Regions from separate parts of the Gossypium arboreum genome. Here region 2 is linked to region 1. The links are chromatin contacts, called in public Hi-C maps. All regions are on one chromosome and are shown on one strand. The core of a region is the stretch at or near the end of the contact, and the rest is flanking DNA. Distances in the headings are between cores, read along the strand shown.

Region 1 (4,706 bases), core at 1,131-3,630:
ACAAGTCGAAGGCTAGAAGTTTTCCAGTTTCTAAGCATAAATTCGACTCAGTTAATTCCCTGCATAGTTCAAGATAGGCTCGTGGCGAGCTTTGGCAAAGACGGCATTGTAGAAATATGAGTCAAGGTGGAGATTTGTTAAATATGACTCCTATTTTCAGTCAAATTTGAAAAATAATCTTTTAGTTAAACTTTGTTTACTTGTTTCAATCAAACACTGATTAGTTTAGATTATTTTATTATTATTTGACCTATGAATTCAGCCTATGAATAGGCTCTTTTACAACCTTAGAAAAACACACCCATTAGATATTAGAACTCATAACACATTTAGAGAATTTTGTATTTACGTTTTGAGGGTTCTTTGTTTTCGAGTTTTTAGGGTTTCGTCTTTATCTCCATCTTTTGTACTCTTCATTCTTTTGTCATTATAGTAAAATTATCTTTACCCGTGGTTTTTTATCCTCTTTGGAGGGGTTTTTCACGTTAAATTTGTGTGTTCGATTTCTCAATTTATTCCTCAATTTTTTCTTGTTCGTTGCTTAATCGGGTCAATCCTAACAGACGTCATTGAGCAATTAAGTTACAAACGAACATTAAATGTGGGATTAGTAAATTTACACTTTGGTCACTCAATTATTAGTGAGTTTATAATTTGATCAATCAATATTTGCACAACTACCCCTAACCCAATAATCCAAACAATATCCACAACAACTCAAGCCCCATGCCTCACTTTTAACCCAACCAACTCAACAACCCTTCATTCTTAACTCACTCACCATTAACTCACTCACCATTTCCCTTTTGACCAAAACCATAACCCAAGAAAATCAACAGTTAAACTATTTACACACCCTTTCCCTCAATGAACAACCAAATATCACCGTAATCACAATCAAAAGCAAATAAAAAATACAATTAAAAAAATAATCAAATAGGACCTACAAAAGCAATTGGGCAGAATAAAATTAGAGAAAAGAATCAAAATATATATAAAAAAAGGTTTAATGACAAAATTCGCCACTAACATTTGCATGTTTTGTCAAAATAACCCTAATTGTATTTTTGAGGCTTTTTTGGCCATCAATCTTTTTTTTTTCAAACTGCTTTTTCTAACAGATTTAATGAAACTATCATTAAAAAATTAACAGAGGATGATGTGAAATATTTTAATGAGATGTAACTTATTACTTAGTAACCCAATAAAATAGTTACATGTGAAAATAATAAAATAAATAAATCATACATGAAATTTTAAAAATAAGTCTTAATTAAAAAACATAACTATCTAAAAAAGAGTTTCAAAATAAATGCATACGTTTGATTACTAGGAGGTTCCAAAAATAATTAATAAATCAAATCGAAAATACTAAATGCTTGAAACCTTTTGTAGATAATTATGTTTATTTTCTTTAAGTTAAGAGTTATTTTTAACTTCATAAATTATTTATTTTATTATTTCCACATGTAATTATTTTATTAGGTTATCTAAGTAATAAATCATATCTCATTAAAACTATTCCACATCATCTCATTAATTTTTTTAACAACACTTTCATCAATTTTGTTAAAAAAAGGCAATTTGAAAAAAAATAAAGGTTGATGGCCAAAAAATATTCAAAAATACAATTAGAGCCATTTTGACAAAACATGTCAATGTTAGTGGTCAAATTTGTCATTAAGCTAAAAAAAGAGAGAGAGACTTAAAGATATTAGATTCAAACAAAATTTAGTTGGAGAGTTCCAAGCAATGAAAGTTCAATTCAAAAGGTAAGAAGAAAGCCTTATTAAGAAGAGAAACATATCGAAGCTAGGCGACCATCTAATGATGGTGGATAGAGATCAAAGAGCTTCTTGGTTAGGGTTTTGAATTTAAATCAATGAAGTGTCTGGTCATTTGAAAGAAAATTAAACCATGAAGTTGAAAAAGAATGAAAAGAAAAGCTTTGTTCAATGTGCTTTTTTGTTAGAGAAGGCTAGATGATGGTGAGATTCCTAGAATACAACTTTTAGATAGTTTAATAATGAACTTATAATATTTTTGAAATTGATTGATCAAATTATGAACTTATTAATTGTTGAGTGATTTTGAATATAGTTTATCCTATAATGAGTTAATTGACCACGTTAATTGTTGAGTGATTTTGAATATAGTTTATCCTATAACGAGTTAATTGACCATATCAAATATCTTTCAACAATTTAGGATCTTTTTGGATAAATGACGCATTTAATAGTATAAAAACAACGATAAAACTTAAAATAAAAAGAAAATAAAAACCATAGCACTAGAAATAAACACACTTAAAAGTCGAGGATTTTTTTTCAAATAATTTAATCAGCAATTTATAAATTTTTGATATTGAGCGAGGAAAATTTAAATATGCTAATAATTGAGGGAAATTTGATCCGACCGCTCAAAATTCATCTGAGCGAAGGACGACCAAATCATTAAACGGGCATTTAGGGTTTAATAAAATCGCATAACGAAAACCCTCTAGGGTTTTAGAAGCAGCTGCTTTTGGTTTTCAGTATTTTCTCCCATCAAGAAGAAATGGGTTTCTGGGGTCAGTTCTTTTATCTTGACCAAAACCCTTTTACTTTTCTCGCTTTAAACTCTTACTATTTTGTATTTTCACATTTCATTGTTCCATTGTTTGGTTATGGTAAACAGTAGAGGAAATATTCGAGAAATTTGAATTATGATAATGGGTTTGGATCGAGGATTCTTTTGAAATTAAACCCAAGATTCATTATCGTCTTCGGGCCATTTACCAGTTACCAAACGATGCATTGCTTGTTGTATTTGTTTTTTCTTGAAACTCTCTATTTGTTCTTATAGGCTCTTTTTTTTTTTTTCGTAAACCAGGAATTGAAGTCAAACCTGGAAAACCACACCCTTATCATTCTGACAATGTTCGGGGAAAGCTTCACATTACTCAGGTATATTATCCTGATTCAGAAATTCAAAGTTAAAAGGAAAAGCCAGAGCATTTTGTTTTCTGAATTCTGGTTCATGTTGGAGTTTTCATTTTTCTTATACAATTATTAATTAGTAAATACTGTAGGAATAAGATTGTAGTCACATGCTTTTATTAGTTATGTTTTGAGGTTTTCTGACCCTTCATCAATGGAGTGCATTGTTTATATGGAGTTGAATAGTTGAAACATATAAATAACGTATAATGGTGAATCTTAGTCAGAATTTAGGCTTCTTGTTAGTTCTCTAAATTGCTAGTGCAAATGATTTTTGGGTTCCTAATTTTGGTTTTGTTTTTCTTGATACGATGTATGTTCCATTGTTAATTTATAACATGTGGTAACACAGGCAACTTTAGGCCTTGGATCATTTAAAGAGAGGTCTGTACTTCAGTGTTCTGTCGGACACAAGAGTCCGATCATCCTGTGTTCCTTGTTACCAAATCAGAATGAGACTTGCGCCTTAGATCTTAAATTTGATGAAGACGATGATTTAGTTGCTTTCTCAGTACTTGGCCCTCAAAGCATCCACCTCTCTGGTTACTTTGTTGCTGATGATGGAGATCACCTACGAGATGAATATGAGTCGTATCCTTTTATTTAATTTCTCTTATTTGAAGACAAGCATATTTGCATTTCATTTTTTATTAAATTGTTTCATGAAAGAACTGAGAACATGGTTGAGGTGTTTATAACTCAGAATGTGGCGCATATAACGTGATTTATTAATTCCTTTACTACATTATGAAGTGATTCTTATGGGGAGGATATTGCTGAGACTGAGACTGAGTCCGAAGATGAGTCCTCTGATTATTGTTCTGATGAGGAGTATGGAGATGATTTCATAGATGATGATGATCTTGAGTTCTTCCGTCCACCTGTCCCAAATAGTGGAGGTATTTGACATTTTGGATATCTTTACCAGATTTCATTAAGTAGAAACTGGATCATATATGTTGCTTTTTTCTATCATGTCATGTATACCAATCTGCAGCCCTTGAAAATTATTTTAATTTGATTTTCTTAATAATTTTATACAGCTAGAACCTGTAAGTAATGCATGGCTAACTTGGTATGAAAAAGTATAGTCTTGTTCCCTAAATTATGACCTACTGCTTCTGGAATTTCTGTTTGTTCTGAACAATTTGAAAATTTTGGTTAAAACTGATGTGCAGAAGGTTGGCAGATGGAGAAACTTTCTTTTGTTTAAAACCTGTATATAAGCATCAATGTGAAGGAAGATTCAAGAACTGTTTCATAGATGTGATGAGGATTTATTAATTATAATTGGTTTAGCTGTTTTTCTTTAAAGATCATTCATTGGTCAGAGTTGAAATTTTTGGTGAAATTTTATGTTTAAGCACATTATTGAAGCATTGACCAGTTAGGTAATTTATTATTTCAATGTGAAGGAAGATTCAAGAACTGTTTCATAGATGTGATGAGGATTTAGTAATTATAATTGGTTTAGCTGTTTTTTTTTAAAGATCATTCAGTGGTCAGAGTTGAAATTTTTGGTGAAATTTTATGTTTAAGCACATTATTGAAGCATTGACCAATTATGTAATTTATTCTTTCACTTTGTTGATCCATTATTCGTTTTTTGAAAATTGTACATAATAGTTTCTAGATGTTCCTTATTCCATGTACAGGGTTTTTGTTGCATTTTAACTGGTATTGATGGGCTTTTTGCTTACTATTCTTTTTTGAATTAACTTTAGTTGT
Region 2 (4,706 bases), core at 582-3,081, 250 kb before region 1:
CGAAACTAGCTGATGCACCTTTGCTTCAAGTTCTAGACATTCGGAACAATTCACTTTCTGGCAATGTCCCTCTTGGTACATCTTTTATGTATATATATATATATAACTATATTCTGCTTGGCTTTATGGAAAAATAATAATGAACTTCATTTGATTTTTTTCCCTTCTTGGTTTGATGTAGCTCTTAAGAGGCTGAATGATGGATTCTTGTTTCAAAATAATCCGGGTCTATGTGGGTCTGGTTTTGCATCATTGAAAGTTTGTAATGATTCTGATCATATTAATCCAAGCAAACCTGAGGTGTATGGTTCAGAGGCAGCTGGTGTTACTAGAGAAATACCGGAGACGGCAAATCTTCAGTTACCTTGTGAGCAAAAGCCCTGCTCGAAGCCATCAAAGTCTCAAAGGGGTCCTATTCTTGTTGCCCTGATTGTTGTCATAGTTGCATTATCAGTTATAGGACTCGTCACATTCATGCAATATCATCGCCAGAAACAGAAGCTTAGTAGCTTATCTGAAGTTCCTGAAAACCGCCTTAGCACCGATCAAACCAAGGAGTTTAGTAGGAAGAACGGATCTCCACTCATTAGCCTTGAGTATGCTAATGGTTGGGATCCTTTGGCTGATGGCAGGAACTACAATGGCTTTGCTGAGAGCTTTAGGTTCAACTTAGAAGAGGTGGAGACAGCTACTCAGTACTTTTCGGAGTTAAATTTATTGGGGAAGAGTAACTTTTCCGCAACTTATAGAGGGTTTCTAAGGGATGGATCAGCTATTGCGATTAAAAGCATCGGCAAAACTAGTTGCAAATCAGATGACGCTGAGTTCTTGAAGGGACTGAATGTTTTGGCTTCATTGAAGCATGAAAATTTAGTGGGATTGAGAGGGTTCTGTTGTTCAAAGGCCCGGGGAGAGTGCTTTCTCATATATGATTTTGTCCCTAATGGGAATTTACTAAGCTGTCTTGATGTCAAGGATGGTAATGGACAGGTCTTGGAATGGTCCACAAGAGTTTCCATTGTTAAAGGCATAGCCAAAGGTATAGCATATTTGCATCGTAACGAAGTAAACAAACCTGCCCTCGTTCACCAAAACATTTCAGCTCAAAAAGTGCTCATCGATGATCAGTTCAATCCTTTGCTCTCGGATTCGGGCTTGCACAACCTCCTTACCAATGATATCGTGTTTGCAGCACTCAAGGGCAGTGCTGCTATGGGTTACTTAGCTCCTGAATACACTAGTACAGGCTGGTTTACCGAGAAGAGTGATGTTTATGCATTTGGGGTCGTGGTTTTTCAAGTCCTTTGTGGGAAACGAAATGTGACTAGCTTGGTACGAGTTGGAGGTGAATGTTGTAGAATCCAAGATTTTATAGACCCAAACCTACATGGTAGGTACTTGGAATATGAAGCAGCTAAACTTGCAAGAATTGCTTGGCATTGCACTCACGAGTGTCCTGTAGAAAGACCATCCATGGAAGCAGTGGTTCAAGATCTGGGCGTGTAGACTCGGTTTCAACTGGATTTTCATGTCAAGCTTTTTAAGTTTTGGATTTTTGTGCTTTCATTGGCACAAGTGATGTAACTTTGTAAACCCTTAATTTTATTTTCATCTCCCTAGCTTTATGATGGCTCTTTGTGTTTGCTGGGATACTTTGGGTAAAGTCATGTGAAATTTACTTGTTTGATCAGAGTCTGGTGAGATATTCTGGTATGATATCTTCAGAGTACGAAAACAGAAGATAATAACCATTCCATATTATGGAGCGTTTTAGTAAATATACTTGATTTCTATTTTGTTTTTTCTGCACTTCAAAATGCAATGGGTCAAGCAAAGGTAATAATCCCCTACGTCAAGAAGCAACCCTGGATGCTATCCAAATCCAATTAAAACCAACTTTTTTCTCAAAATAAAAAAATCACCACGAAGGAGGCGACACGAGAAGTCGAGAGTCCAAATCCTTATCGTAGTCCGTCCACACCGAATCTCCTACTTATCACCGTATTAACTCGTAATCAAGAACCAAAGAATTCCACCTCCTTTCATTTGATTTTAGTTCTTTCTTTTTTGTTTCATCCGTTTTGTTTATTATCGATTGAGAAAAAAAAATGGGGAATACGTCTTGCATATTCTTTGCGTGCGTCGATCAGGCCAGTATAGGCGTGGTGGAGAGGTGGGGTCGTTTCGAGAAGTTAGCGGAGCCTGGCCTTCACTTATTTAACCCCTGCGCTGGTCAATGGCTCGCTGGCGTCCTTTCTACCCGAATCTCTTCTCTCGATGTTCGCATCGAGACCAAAACCAAGGTCAAGTCCCGTATTAACCCCTTCCATCAATATGCCTAGCTTCTCTATTTCTAATCAATTCATCATATGAATTTTATCATTTCTTTTTTTTTTTTTTTGTGTGTGCTTGTTTTGCTGGGAAATCGCCCAATATTGAACAAGATTTACATTGATATTGTTGCTTTACTAGCTGAAGATCAATGAGTATGAATACGAGAATGTTACATTTTGTAGGACAATGTTTTTGTTCAATTGGTTTGCTCCATTCAATACCGAGTGATGAAACGACATGCTGATGATGCATTCTATGAGCTGCAAAATCCCAAAGAACAGATCCAGGCTTTTGTGTTTGATGGTCATTTTCTTTGGCTTTCTTTATGCGTATCAGCCATAATATTATGCTCCTTTTTTGGTAAACTAAAACCATTTATGCATCCCATTTCGTCTCATTCTTTTCCCTTGTTGGTGGTAGTGGTTCGAGCTATAGTTCCAAGGATGGATTTGGATGAACTCTTTGAACAAAAGGGTGAGGTTGCTAAAGCAGTGCTTGAGGAAATTGAGAAGGTAGTATAGTTCATTCATTTGCTATACCAGTTATCCTTATGCACCAAACTACTCAAGAGTGCTTAAATTAAGCGCATAAGGCATACATGTATATATACACTCACATACATATATATTTGGTTGTAAAAACTGTTTAACGGGTAGACCGAAGAAGACCAATGATTATATAGGCATGTATATGTATAGATAAATTTTGGTTGTAGAAACTGATGAGCTGGTAAACCTAAGTAAACTTTGATATGTCACTCTCGAAAAAAGTACGATAGATGTCCTTGTACTAAGAGTCATGCATTTTGAGCAAATAAGTCCACATATATTAGATAAAAAAGCAAACTGATCTTTCTGTAAAAAATTTCATCCAGTTCTACGGTTCAAAAATGGTCCTTGTACATCAGTATCAAATACACATGGCACATCATGTGTCACTTTTTGGTTATTCCATCAGTTATGCTAATTTTTACCAGTATAAATGAATGAAATTTTCATAAAAAAGGATCAATTTGCCTCTTTGATTTAACGTATAGAGACTAATTTGCCCATTACTAATTTGCCCATTTTTTAGTAGAGAGGCAAAATGCAATCTAGCGCCTAGTATAGGGGCCTCCATGTTACTTTTACTGTCAGTCTTGTACTTGTTGCTTTCAGTTTGATGTGCCCAATAGTAGATGGTAAGTGAAGCAATGGACTAGCTCTCCTTTGCAATAAAGGAGAGATTAGGACTATTTTGTGGTCTTCTTGTTTGGCCTGCATTTTACCAGAATATGAATGCATGAGGAACAGCCATTTTCATTTTCTTGTAATGTAGCTATTCTTTTTTAATGATACATGATAAATTATGACCATTTTCTATCTAATTGCGCTAGAGTGGTTATGCATGCTTCTAAATTTGGGTTTCCTTTTCTCAATCTATGTGCTTCTTCTCTACCTTTTATGAGGCTATTCATATCATATATTATATTGAATCTGAAATTATGTATCAGGTTATGGGAGAATATGGATATAGCATTGAGCATATTCTGATGGTTGACATCATTCCTGATTCTTCTGTACGCAAAGCAATGAATGAGATAAATGCAGGTAATGACATGTACCAATTAAAGATGTTCCCACTTTTATTGAGCTATCTGTTTTAGTTCTCTCTTTCTGATACAAGCATATAAAATTTTGTTAAAGTTGTGAAAGTACTACCTAAACTCCAGCTTCTGTAAGAATCACGTCTGTCTTCTTGGTACTAATTAAGCTATTAAACGATGCAATGAAATTCAGTGACCATTCAATCTCGAGTCTAATACTCTTGGACTCTTTAGATCCATTTATCTGAAATTTGAAGAAACGCATAACTTGGCTATGATTTTGTTTTACAGCTCAAAGACCATGCAAACTCGAGTCTAATACTCTTGGACTCCTGAGATCCATTTGTCTGAAATTTGAAGAAATGCATAACTTGGCTATGATTTTATTTTACAGCTCAAAGACTTCAGCTTGCCAGTGTGTACAAAGGGGAAGCTGAGAAGATTCTCCAAGTTAAAAGAGCAGAAGCAGAAGCCGAAGCCAAGTACTTGGGCGGGGTGGGTGTGGCCAGGCAGCGGCAGGCAATCACGGATGGGTTGAGGGAGAACATTTTGAATTTCTCTCACAAGGTGGAAGGCACCTCAGCCAAGGAAGTGATGGATCTTATAATGATCACACAGTACTTTGATACAATCAAAGACCTCGGAAACTCCTCCAAGAACACTACTGTTTTTATACCCCATGGACCTGGTCATGTTAGGGATATCGGTGAGCAGATACGGAATGGGCTGATGGAGGCAGCTAGTGCTAAAGTAAATGTTGAATAAGCAAGAGTTGTTTTTAATTGAA

What was found. A called contact is a pair of places that touch in the nucleus more often than the background predicts.
Region 2: a Hi-C map of leaf shows a contact between it and region 1, with 2.2 times the contacts expected there. The contact joins the promoter of LOC108486519 here to the promoter of LOC108454003 in region 1. A contact is called at or near these places in 2 of 5 Hi-C or Micro-C datasets (both in leaf).

The regions. Positions count from the first base shown.
Region 1 is chr9:41,440,266-41,444,971 of ASM2569848v2, reverse strand. It overlaps LOC108454003 (peptidyl-prolyl cis-trans isomerase FKBP53), which reads left to right and starts at 2,380. Exons shown (of 11, transcript XM_017752280.2): 1 at 2,380-2,569; 2 at 2,872-2,945; 3 at 3,331-3,569; 4 at 3,732-3,877; 5 at 4,703-4,706. The coding sequence starts at 2,557.
Region 2 is chr9:41,691,214-41,695,919 of ASM2569848v2, reverse strand. It overlaps LOC108486519 (protein PPLZ12), which reads left to right and starts at 1,831. Exons shown (of 5, transcript XM_017790609.2): 1 at 1,831-2,303; 2 at 2,517-2,637; 3 at 2,755-2,846; 4 at 3,827-3,923; 5 at 4,314-4,706. The coding sequence starts at 2,109. The coding sequence ends at 4,684. It overlaps LOC108486518 (LRR receptor kinase SERK2-like), which reads left to right. Exons shown (of 3, transcript XM_017790608.2): 2 at 1-75; 3 at 182-1,778. The coding sequence ends at 1,506.